Regions from separate parts of the Mus musculus genome. Here all the other regions are linked to region 2. A link is a contact called in public Hi-C and promoter capture Hi-C data. All regions are on one chromosome and are shown on one strand. The core of a region is the stretch at or near the end of the contact, and the rest is flanking DNA. Distances in the headings are between cores, read along the strand shown. Region 1 holds the start of Psmd7 (proteasome (prosome, macropain) 26S subunit, non-ATPase, 7). Region 2 holds the start of Vac14 (Vac14 homolog (S. cerevisiae)). Region 3 holds the start of Mon1b (MON1 homolog B, secretory traffciking associated).

Region 1 (4,028 bases), core at 1,174-3,673, 3.0 Mb before region 2:
AGATCCTGCTGGCAATAAATAACACACGGAGCCTAAACGCAATGTTCTGGCACCGATTCATTACCGAGTGTAAGGGAAACAGTCCCCATCTCTCTCCTTGCTCCACCAAAGCCAGGGTTCAAATGTTTAGTGCTGGAGCTGACAAGCTACCCGATGGCTTGTTCTGAAATGCAGCCAGGCTACCGTGACACAGTCTGTAGCAGCCCTTGCACTCCAACAGCTGAGCTGAGAAGCTACAACAGAGACTAGTGTGGAGCCATCGGTCTCCCTTTCCTACGTATCAGCAATTCTGAAATAGGAGCTTCAGACTGTAGTAAAAAAGTTCTTTTTTTTGGGGGGGGGGGGGAGGTGTTTCGAGACAGGGTTTCTCTGTGTAGCCCTGGCTGTCCTACAACTCACTTTGTAGACCAGGCTGCCCACGAACTCAGAAATCCGCCTGCCTCTGCCTCCCAAGTGCTGGGATTAAAGGAGCGCGCCACCACTACCCTGCTCACTTTTTTTCCCCTTTTTTGTGAGTAAACAGACATTCTAACCATGCTCAGCAAAATCAAAAGCTTATCCTTTACCTGCAAAACTGTTGGATACATCAAGTACTTTCTTTTGCCATGATCCCAAAAGCACACCAACTACCCGCTTCTGGTTTCCAACCTTGCCAATTCTGAGTGAGAAAAACAGGTGGTCAGTCACAGACACTCATCGAAAAAGCTATTACTTGCGACTGAGTAGCAAGTATCAACAACAAAGATACAATTTAGTTTATGTCGGACCTAAGGTCCATAAACAAATGTAACAGGTTAGTTCCCGTAGGAAAGATAAGGAAACACCCCAACCCGCATTGGAAGGATACTTTCTAAAGATTCCAGATACTCCCTTGGAGAAAAAGTCATGCTTGTTTTTCTTTTTCTCAGCTTTATCCTTTAAACTCTTTCCCCTCCTCGCTACACTGAAATCTCTCCAGGGATGAAGATCTAAGAGAAGTACCAGTTTTGTTTTTTTTTGTTTGTTTGTTTTGTTTTTGTTTTTTTTTTTTTCCGAGACAGGGTTTCTCTGTGTAGTCTTGGCTGTCCTGGAACTCACTTTGTAGACCAGGCTGGCCTCGAACTCAGAAATCCGCCTGCCTCTGCCTCCGGGGTGCTGGGATTAAAGGCATGCGCCATCACGCCCAGCAAGAATTGTTTTCTTTAGCCACTAACAAACTGCATATTTGGAAACAACTTAATTCTATGCTAAGGAAACACACAAGCCACAGTGAAAGTAACATTACACCTCTCTAACCCACTAAAACTACTTCAAACAACGAGTTTCCACATGCCAAAGGAAACTTCATCCACGAGTCTTTAAAGCCCCTCCATCTGTTCCTTGATACAACTACCAACAGTGTCTGCACCCCCCCCCCCCATTCTTACCAATTGTTAAAATAAAGCTTAAACAGTGTTCACCCCATCAGGGCCCCTAGTATCCCAGGCATTCCGAACAATACAACTGAATTCAGACTCAAAAGGCTCCGTCTTGAGGTTTTTTTTTTTTTTTTTTTTTTTTGGCTCTGGTTGAGTTAGCTGCACAAAGCCTGCTTCAGACCAGGCACTAGCGCCGACTTGACTGCAAGTAGACTCCCTACTGGACCTTCATATTTGTTAACTCCTCACACTAATTATCTTGTAAAACTTCCGAACACGTGCAACAGGTCTGGCCGGATGAACGGCTGGAGCAGGCAAGGGTGGCAGTGAGCTACCCAAGGGAACTGTAGGCTGGCCCCAATCTGCACCTGCCTCGTTTTTAGAGGAACAAGCCGACACCTTATTCATTCCCATTTTAAAGGTACCATTCGACCAGAATCCCAAATCGAAACTTGGCTATGATCCCTGCCTCATCCAGAAAATCGTTCATCGGGGACTCCGAGACCGGGGTTTCAGTGACAGCTTTTACAGGCACGGGCACACGAGACTGAAGCTCGGTCTTAAACGGCGCCCAGCCGTTCTGGGAAAAGGCGCGGCCTCGGCGGGTAGCATCGTTCCGGCTCCGGGGCCTCGCCAGGCGGGCCAGACTCAGGAGTGGCGGCCTCGGTGGGGGTGCGAGGCTGTCAATGGGTACCGAGCACCGCGGTGTGGAGCCGCTGGGGTCGCTTGTCCCAACCCGTGTCCCCGGCCGCCGCGTTTGTGCCCGGCGCGCCCGTGACTCAGCAGCCCTGCGCCGTGTGGCCGCCACGCGCCACCCGCTCACCGGTTGAAATGATCCACCACACTGAGCAGCACCAGGGGGTGAACCACCACCTTCTGCACCGCCAGCTCCGGCATCGCGACACAGCCCGACCACCGGCCCGGCTCCCTGCAACCCGCAAACACCAGCAACCGCAGCGACACAGGCCGCTCCTCCAGGCCCCAGCACCTCCCCTTCCGGTTTGACCGCCGCTGCACAGTCGACTTCCGCTCCCAGAGCGCTTTGCGCTCGTGCCCGCCCTGTCGCCAGGGGCGCCATCTTGAGAAAGGGAAAGAACCGCCTTGCCTTCTGTGGGACTTAGGCTATTGACGAAGCTTGGCATTGAGCCTTTCCCTAGGTTTTTGTTTTTGTTTTTGTTTTCGTTTTTGTTTTTCCTCAGTTGTTTGCCAGCTCACCATTTCTCCTCCTTGGAAGGTTGTAGAAAAAGGCAGATAAACATAAGTAGTAACAGCGTGTACTTCTACTAATCAAATAATTAACGACATATATTTAACTTTCTTTTTTTTTTTTCAAAGATTTACTTATCTATTATATGTAAGTACACTGTAGCTGTCTTCAGACACACCAGAAGAGGGAGTCAGATCTCGCTACGGATGGTTGTGAGCCACCATGTGGTTGCTGGGATCCGAACTCTGGACCTTCGGAAGAGCAGTCAGGTGCTCCTACCCACTGAGCCATCTCACCAGCCCTTAACTTTCACTTAACACTTTAAGTCAGCACTGTTTCAAAATTTCCCAGAGGAGTTTCATTTGTTTGTTTGTTTGTTTTTGGGTTTTGGTTTTTGTTTTGTTTTGCTTCTTTTTTTTTTTTTTTTTTTTTTTTTGAGACGGTGTTTCTTTATGTAACAGCCCTGGCTGTCCTGGAACTCACGTTGTAGACCTGACTGGCCTCTACCTGCCTCTGTTCCCTGAGTGCTGGAGTTAAAGTCATATGCCATCACACCTGGTTTTTATTTATTTATTTTTAATGTTTTATTTCATTGCTTTTGAAGTTGGGCCTTCTATGACATTGACTAGCATGGAAATTGTTGTATAGTCCAGGGTGGTCCCCTGTCTCTACCTCCTCCTAAGTACAAGGGTGACAGCATATGCGACCACACGTGGTTTAGAGATGCTCTCGGTCTCTAACACCAAGGGCACACTTTGGGTGTATGACTGGATACTTTATCTATAGTTTTTATTTCTGGGAATTTTCCTTAATGCTCACTGTGACATAATGAGTGCAACAACATTCAGGTTTTGTTAATCCCAAAGATTTGGGGAGAAAGGCCACCAACCCAAAACACCATGGCTAAATTAATTAAAATTAATTAATTAAAGCAAGCATTTTTATTTATTCAATTTAATTTAGTTTTTATAGGGGTCCCCAATTTCAATTCAATGCTTGGGTGTAAGTATCTGTCTGTCTAAGTCAACTGCTGGTAGGGCCTCTTAGAGGACAGCCATGCCAGTCTCCCGTCTGTAAGCATATCATAGCTTTAAAACAAGCATTTTTTTATTTGTGTACATGGGCTGTCTCTTCCTAAAAACGGGTGTGTGTGTGTGTGTGTGTGTGTGTGTGTGTGTGTGTGTGTGTGTGGTGGTGCTGGTGCAGGGGATGGTTCAAGAAATCAGCATTGGGCATGAGAAAGACAAGGTTTTTATAGCTCAGAGGTAGGGAATTTTCAAATAGGGGATTTGGTGCTCAAAATAGGCAGGGTTACAGGAGCAGAACATGAACATAAGACATCAGTCGCAAAGACCCTCTGAAACATAGACATGATTGCAAGGTGGTCTTAACAAGGCAGTCATAACAACGACCTAACAAGGTAG
Region 2 (3,498 bases), core at 730-3,229:
CCCCCCTGACTAAAAACAACACCAACAAGGTATCTTTCTGCCCATTGCCAAGGGGATGATAATACCACTTTTAAATGGCTAATATTTTAATATGTCTTAAGAAACATTTTAATCTTTCACTTCAGGGCACAAGCAAGGATGAGGTGAAAGTTTAAGATTTCTTTTAAAAGGAAATAGATTCGAGGGACCAGAGAGTTGGTTTAACCTGTAGGGTGTTAGCCACACATGCCCAAAGACCTGTCTTGAAATTCCTTGTACCCACTTAAACACCTGGTCAGGCGGAGCTTGTGGTCTCTAACTGTAGCACTGGGAGGTGAGGGAGGTGGAAACGGGCCAGTTAGGGCTCCCTGGTCAGCCCCCCAGCCAAATCCATGAGTTTCAGGTTCAGTGAAAGATCTCATTACAGAAAAGGTCGGGACTGGGCGTGTAGCTCAGTTAGGTGACTAGCATGCACAAAGCCTCCCACTCTGTCCTCAGCACCACATAAACCCAGTGTGGTAGCCCACGCCTGTCATCCCAGCAATAAGGAAGGTGGAGGCCTGAGGAACCTAACCTTTCAGTTATTATCTTATTAAGGTTTTTACTACTGTGATAAAAACACCAAAACCAAAAGTAACTTGGGGGAGGAAATGGTTCATTTCGCCATATAGCTTATATCGCTGAAGGAATTCAAAGTAAGAACATAGAGGCAGGAGCTGATGCAGAGGCCATGGAGGAATGCTACTTACCGGCTTTCTCCTTAAAGCTTGCTCAGCCTACTTTCTTATAGAATCCAGCAACCTCTGCCTAGTGTGGACCCACCCATGGTGGGCAGGACCCTCTCACATCAATCACTAATTAGGAAAATGCCTTACAGGCTCGCCTACAGCCCAATCTTAATGGAGGCATTTTCTCAATTGAGGCTTCCTCCTCTCAGATGATTCTAGCTTGTATCAAGTTGACATAAAAATTAGCCAGGACTTTTTTTTTTTAATCACTATGCATAGAGTCCAGCCTAGGACACATAAGACCTTGTCTCAATAAGGGTGGAAAAATAAGAGCAAAAGAGGACACCTTGCCCGGCATGGGGGCTCACGCCTTTAATCCCAGCACTTGGGAGGCAGAGACAGGAGGATTTCTGAGTTCAAGGCCAGCCTGGTCTTCCAGGACAGCCGGGGCTACACAGAGAAACCCTGTCTCGAAAAAACAAACAGACAGACAGACAAACAAAAAAAAAAAAAAAAAGAGGACACCTGACCTCGGATCTCCATACATATGTACACACACATCTGAGTAGCACATGTGTATTAAATACAATCTGAGGGTTTGACTCAGTTGGTAGACTTGACCAGACCCGGGGTTCCACGCCCAGCACCACATAAGATCAACTGTAGTGACGCTTGCCTGTAATCCCTGCACTCAGCAGATAAAGGCATGAGAATCGAGATTTCAAGGCTATCCTCAGCTATAGAGAGAGTTTGAGACCCTGTCTCTAAAATAATAATTGGATTAGAGGGGTGGCTCAGCAGACAAAGGCATCTGCCGCCAAACCTGGCGGACTGGAGCTCAATCCTGGGACCCCCACATGGTGAGTGGGTGGGGAGATCCGACTCCCTCCCAAGTTGCCCTATGGCCTCCAAAGGCGCTCGTTGGTGCATGCACACACGCAGAAATAAAATGTAAAATCAGACAGATGGTTAAGATATGGTGAAAATGGTGGAAACGTTGGCATACGCGAAAGTGACTGTTAAGTGACCAAAGAATTAATGCATAAATTAAATTTGAGTTAGGCTCCCTCTATAAACTGTTTCCAGAAGCCCCCCGCTCTGCGCAAAGCTCTGGCAGTGAGCCTGAAACGGCTCCCACCACCTGCTCTTCACTCTCAGCAAAAACCCGCACCGAAGCCAGCAGCAGGTGAAGAGTGGGGTGGATCCCTGACAAGTGTGGCCAATCCGCTGCAGCAAGCACGAGAGGGCGTGGCCTGGGGGGGCGGAACCTTCGGTCGGCGGAAGGCGGAAGTGCTCGCGGCGTCACGTGACCTGAGTAACATGGCCGCGGCCCAGTGAGCGTTGCCGGTTCCTGGCGGGAGCTGGTCGCGTGAGCCGTGGGGCGGACCGGGTCGCGCGTGGGAGAGCAGGGTCGGAGCAGGGGGACCCGAGGCGGCGCGTGGCGGCGGGACGAGGCAGGCGGGCCCTGGGCGGCATAGCCCATGAGCAGGCTCCGGTGTCCGCGCGGAGCCGCACACTCCCCCGGCCCTGGCACGGCCCAGGCAACCTCGGGCTAAGGTGTCTGGAGGCTCCCAGGCGCAGCGCGAGCTGCCACCATGAACCCAGAGAAGGATTTTGCGCCGCTCACTCCCAACATCGTAAGGGCCCTGAATGATAAACTCTACGAAAAGCGGAAGGTTGCAGCGCTGGAGATCGAGAAGTAAGAGCTCCTGGGACCCCGCCCTGGCTTTGCAGCGCCTAGCGGTTCTGCTTGCCCGCGGCGAGGGTTCGGTATTGACCTCTCCGGTTTCAGCTCTTAGCACATTGCTTTAGAGCGGGAAATCCAAGAGCCCTATCTTTGCTAGTCTTAACCTCCTGGTGCTCCCAGATAGCAGTGAAAATGAATTGACTTAAGGTATGTGCAGAACCTAGCGCAGTACCTGACACATTCAGTGTGGCCTCAGTCAAAAGCCAGCTAGATCGGAGAGTGGCCTCTCTGAGGAGGTGGAGAATTTGCTTATGGTGTCCCGCCTTCTCTTTGCAGCTTCTGAAGTGGCCAAGTGTAGAAATAGGTCAAAGCACGTGATCCAATGCTCAGAAGATTGTCAGGCCACCCTCCCTTGCAAGTGAAAATGGGAAGATTTGCCCTTCCCCGCTTCTGCAATAGTATACGTGTGTGTAATAGTGCACTGGTGTTTCCAGGTGTTCGAAATAGGGAATGTTTAATTCGGTAATGTTTTGCTGAGTATGTGAGAGAGCACGTGTTTTTCCCCCAGCCAAATCTTAGTAACAGTCAGTTGAGTAGGTGGTTTCAGAAGAGTAGAAAGCAGCAGCCTGTAAAACTAGAAAAACATTAGGAGTTAAGACATCCAACTTGGTAACAGCGGACCATATGTGTCTATGTAAATTTAAGTTAACCAGAGTAGTGACACAGGCTTGAGATTTGGCACTTGGAAGGCTCGGGCAGAAATACTGTACTCGTTTGAGATTAGCATTGGTCACGGGGCTAGATCCAGTCTCAACAACAACAACAAAGTAATGAATCAGTACAAATTGTAAATTCAGCACGTCAGTTTCACTACCCATAATCTGGGTGTTCAGGAGCCAACCACTACAGCTGCACAGTGCAGACTAGAGAACATTTCAGTCATTGTACAATGGTCACATGGCCAGCCCTAAGCTATGGAGTGGTGCTCACTCATTGACTAGGATAGACTCTTTACTCAAAGTTTTTTAACCTCGGTGCTGTTGATATTTGGGAAGCACAATACTTGGTTGTGATGGGCAGTTCTGTAGCTTGTGTGATTTTTTT
Region 3 (3,967 bases), core at 1,258-3,757, 3.0 Mb after region 2:
TAGCTATCTATCCTTCCTTTGTTTAAAAAAATCAATTTATAATATTGTAATATGTCTAGAGACCTCTAATCATGTTATCCTTCAATCCTATTGATCACTGGTTTTATCATTTAAGCACACATTTTAGTAACTATGCTGACCTTTTCAAAGAAAGAACGATTTCTACATTGTCTCTTTTGACTGTATGTCTTCCCTCTCACTGAATTGCATCTTTATTGTCGTCTTATTTCTACTGCAGGTCTAGCTTCCTCTCATTCCCTATCATCTTAAGGCTCCCGTGTAGATCATTGGTTATGAGTGTCTCTTCTCATACCCGTGTGAATATATAAAGTTGCACATTTCCCTGTGAGCACTCGTGATTTACAGTCTCCGCAGTTGCTCATTCTTCCTGTTTTCATGAAGCTGAAGATACTCCTGAATATCCCATGGATTTAATATTTGAGTCATAATGTGTTCATATGATGAGTACTGACCTAATTCCTACTCTTGGAAGAATTCTCCAATCTCTGCTAACAATAGCCACAATTTCTGTTGTAATCAAACAATTTTCTCTGAAAGATTTAGCTTCTAAAGGGGCATTAACTTTTTTTTTTTAATTTTTTGGTCCAGCATGCGCATTTGGAAAAAAATCCACTCTGTTGTAATTGAGCAGAATTTTTTTAATAAATATCAATTCATTTGCCAGCTGTTGATCATATCTTCTGTAACCTTATTTATTTATTTAGATATTAGATATTTAGATTTAAATATTTATCTATTTTTTTTTTTGCCATCAGTTTCGGCCATTTTTAGTGAGCACAGAATGTTGAAATCATCACCTAACCTCATGAGCTATTTTCCCTTTGAGTTTTTGTCAATTTGACAGTTAGGTACTTTGAAGTTTTGTCTTTGAGTATCTAAATATTCAGGGATGTTATGTCTCCTGGCTGATGACACCTCCTTGATCTTGGAGCCCGGAGGGATGGGTCTCACGAGGTAGAATGCTTGCCCAGAATACATGAAGCCTTGGGTTCGCACCACAGCATGACACAAACCTGGTGTTAAGGGCACATCAGTTATTTCAAGTACTGGGGAAACAGAGGCGGGAAGCAGAGTAATCCTTGCCACTTGGTGAGTGAGAAGCCAGCCCGGGGTACCCGAAACCCTGTATCCAAAACAGAAATCCTCGACCTTTATGTCATTATGTCGTCGTCGTCGTTGTTGTTATTTTAACTCTATTTTCTCTGATAATAATATAGTAACACTCAGAGACACAAACTGCGAGGCTTCAAGCAGTCTCAAAGACCAATGTACAGAAAGACCTAAAAAACGGACCTGGACGTCCAGAACAGGGATATTCACACCCTCATTCTAAACCTAAAGGCAATGGCAGGTGCTGGAGCAGCACTGTAATCTACTCTGACTTGGGTTTAGGGCCAGATAGAGGGTGAGGGAGGAGGATCGCGAGTTTAAGGCCAGCCTGGGTTATTAGGAGCCTGTGACTCAAAACCAAAATGAACAACACTTAGTTTGGAGCGACTTCTGGCCGCCTAGATACACCTATCCCCGCTCCACAGCCTTAAGGAAGAGAGCATCTAGGTGCTTCTGTTCACAAGATTCCTCACTGCTGTTGCTGCCCCTGGCCCATCATACATAGTAGCCAATGGTGATACCCGGAGGTAGGTGCGGCAGAATTCTCAGCCAACCAGAACGCAGCGGTCCCTGACAACCACACCCCCCACTCCGCTATTGGATTAGGCTGCCGATCTGGTTGGCTCGGCCCACAGAACCTCTCCTTGCTAGTGGGGTGCGCTCGTGTTGCCCGCACACACTAGCCCTAAGCAGCTTGCTTTTGTTTCCGTAAGCTCCCCTCGCAGGCTGGCGGAGTCCAGAATCCCAAGAGTCAGTCCCACCAGCAGAGCCCGCCTCTTGCTTCAGCATCCGAGTCCCATAGGCTGACTGGGCTGCGGGCGACGTTCCGATTGGAAAGAGAGCTGTCCGTCAAGCATACGCTCCGCCCTGCCCCTATAATTGAATAAAAGAGCGTGAAGTTGTCTCAATACTGGGGACGCGAGTTCATTGGTTCGGCATTCTCTCATTCCAGCAAAGACCGGAACAGGAGTGAGGTTTCGGTTAGAAACAGGGAGATGTCAGTCAAGGGATGAGCAGTGGCTTTCGCCAATTAGCGCACACTATCTGCGGAGGCTCCACCAGAATGGGGCGGGACATAAGGGAGAGCCTACTCTTGATTGGGTGAGAGGGACTAGGTCCCGCCCCCTCGACCTAGTAGATTTCCAGGCCGCGCCCCCTTCAGCCGGTAGCCCTTGGTACGCGAAGTGGGCCGGTCTGGCCCCACTTCACAGCCGATCCTGGCTGCGTCCGGTGGAAGGACGCGCAGATTCCACAGAGTTCCGGGAGAGTCCCGCGCTATCCTTACGGTGAGGGAACGCAGCGTGTGGCTGCCATTGGCACTCCGGGGAGTCAATACGGCCGTGAAACCGGAAGTGTCCCGGGGAGGCGTCGCTTCCGGAAGTGTGGCAAGTCCCCACCACACCAGGAAGTGTGGTGCGGCAGCGGCTCCTCAAAGTGTTGCTGTCCACCCAGTTGAGATAAGAGGTTGAAACAGGTGTTGATGTACCGTGTTGGCAGAAGCCCAGCGGAGCGTCACCCATCCGAAAGTGCCGGAGGGTGCAAGTATTTGGTCATGGTTTTGAATGTCGCGTCCTGTCGAAAACCGTAGGGGAAACCGCACTAGGAATGTATCCGGGGGGTCTGGCTCCCTGAAGGCTTGTAAGAAGTTTTCTGTTGCTGCCCATCACCCTCGATTCCCCTTCTCTCCAGGGATGTGCAGATGGAGGCCGGAGGAGATAATGCTGTCCCAGCCCCCGGGGGCGTGGAGGACTTGGTGGACACGCAGTTCCCCAGAGAGGAGGCTGGAGACAGTGAAAGGGTTCACGCAAGCACGCTGGATCCCGGAGATGGGGACCCGGAGGACACAGGTATAGCTTCCCTCAATAAAGCCTTGGAAGCAAACCCCCAGGGCTTGTCATTGCTAGCTGAGCGGGAAGAGATCAGTGGGAGACCAGTGGGCAGTCTTTGGGAACCCAAGAAAGTAGCTTGAGGCATAGCTCTCAGTCAGTCGTTGGACACAGACTTGCTGACTTAATTGAAATCGTTGAGAAATGACATAGAAGCCAATGGGTGTCAGCTGTTGTCCGGAAGGGGCAGCATTGTGCCTCTACAAATGTATTCTATGGTGGGTGGTGGTGGTGGTGGTGGTGGTGGTGGTGGTGATAGTGTCAAGGCTAGGAAGATGGACTGTGCTGGTTTGCCCGGAACAGTCCCATTTTAACAATGGTGTTCTCACATCCTGGGACACCCTTCTGTTGCAAGGAAATTAGAATGTACTTGACCTGAGTGTACCACCTTAAAGAAACAAAGGGGGCATAGTTGGGTCCCAAAAGGGTTGTCTTGATGGGAGTTCCTTGATGGGAATTGAGACGTGTTGCTTGGGTATTTGGGAACATGGGAATATCGGTACGCAATTAAGAACATAGGAAAACACTTGAGGGTGAAAAAATCAGATGGGGTTGCAAATGGATGATTGTCCTTGGGTGAGTCAGTAGACATCAGAGGCGGTGGGAAGAAAGCAAGGGGCTTCATTATGGGATTTAAAGTGATAACTCTGGGCGGAAAACTGTGGGAACCGTGAAAACCTTGTGGGTTAGTGATTGTTAATGGTGGCCATTGGTGGAGTGGGGGCCCAGACCTGGAGGAAAATAAGAACTGTCATGTAAAGGTTATTGAAGACTAAGGTGTCTGGGATGCTCATGGATGCTCTTATGTGTTTGCTTGGGTGTTAATGTAGCAGCAGAGGGAATTGGGGGGGGGGGGTGGCTGAAGGCTAGGAGTCCTGTCGATCTGGGTGTCAGTGGCGGCTGTCATGGGAAAAATAAGGACCACCACTGGGAGTCTGGTTAGCCTGGAG

The links. Promoter capture Hi-C pulls out the DNA fragments that hold promoters and counts their contacts. Hi-C and Micro-C count contacts between places; a contact is called where the count stands out from the background.
Region 1: a contact with region 2 is called in a promoter capture Hi-C map of liver, with 3 times the contacts expected there. The contact joins the promoter of Psmd7 here to the promoter of Vac14 in region 2. A contact is called at or near these places in 2 of 39 promoter capture datasets (liver and pre-B cells) and 1 of 484 Hi-C or Micro-C datasets (CD4 T cells).
Region 3: a contact with region 2 is called in a Hi-C map of CD8 T cells, with 10 times the contacts expected there. The contact joins the promoter of Mon1b here to the promoter of Vac14 in region 2. A contact is called at or near these places in 1 of 39 promoter capture datasets (pre-B cells) and 9 of 484 Hi-C or Micro-C datasets (B cells, CD4 T cells, CD8 T cells and 4 more).

The regions. Positions count from the first base shown.
Region 1 is chr8:107,586,059-107,590,086 of GRCm38.p6, forward strand. Psmd7 (proteasome (prosome, macropain) 26S subunit, non-ATPase, 7) reads right to left here and starts at 2,424. Exons shown (of 7, transcript NM_010817.2): 1 at 2,221-2,424; 2 at 567-658. The coding sequence starts at 2,294.
Region 2 is chr8:110,616,588-110,620,085 of GRCm38.p6, forward strand. It overlaps Vac14 (Vac14 homolog (S. cerevisiae)), which reads left to right and starts at 1,980. Exons shown (of 19, transcript NM_146216.3): 1 at 1,980-2,406. The coding sequence starts at 2,303.
Region 3 is chr8:113,633,292-113,637,258 of GRCm38.p6, forward strand. It overlaps Mon1b (MON1 homolog B, secretory traffciking associated), which reads left to right and starts at 2,508. Exons shown (of 5, transcript NM_173015.3): 1 at 2,508-2,978. The coding sequence starts at 2,831.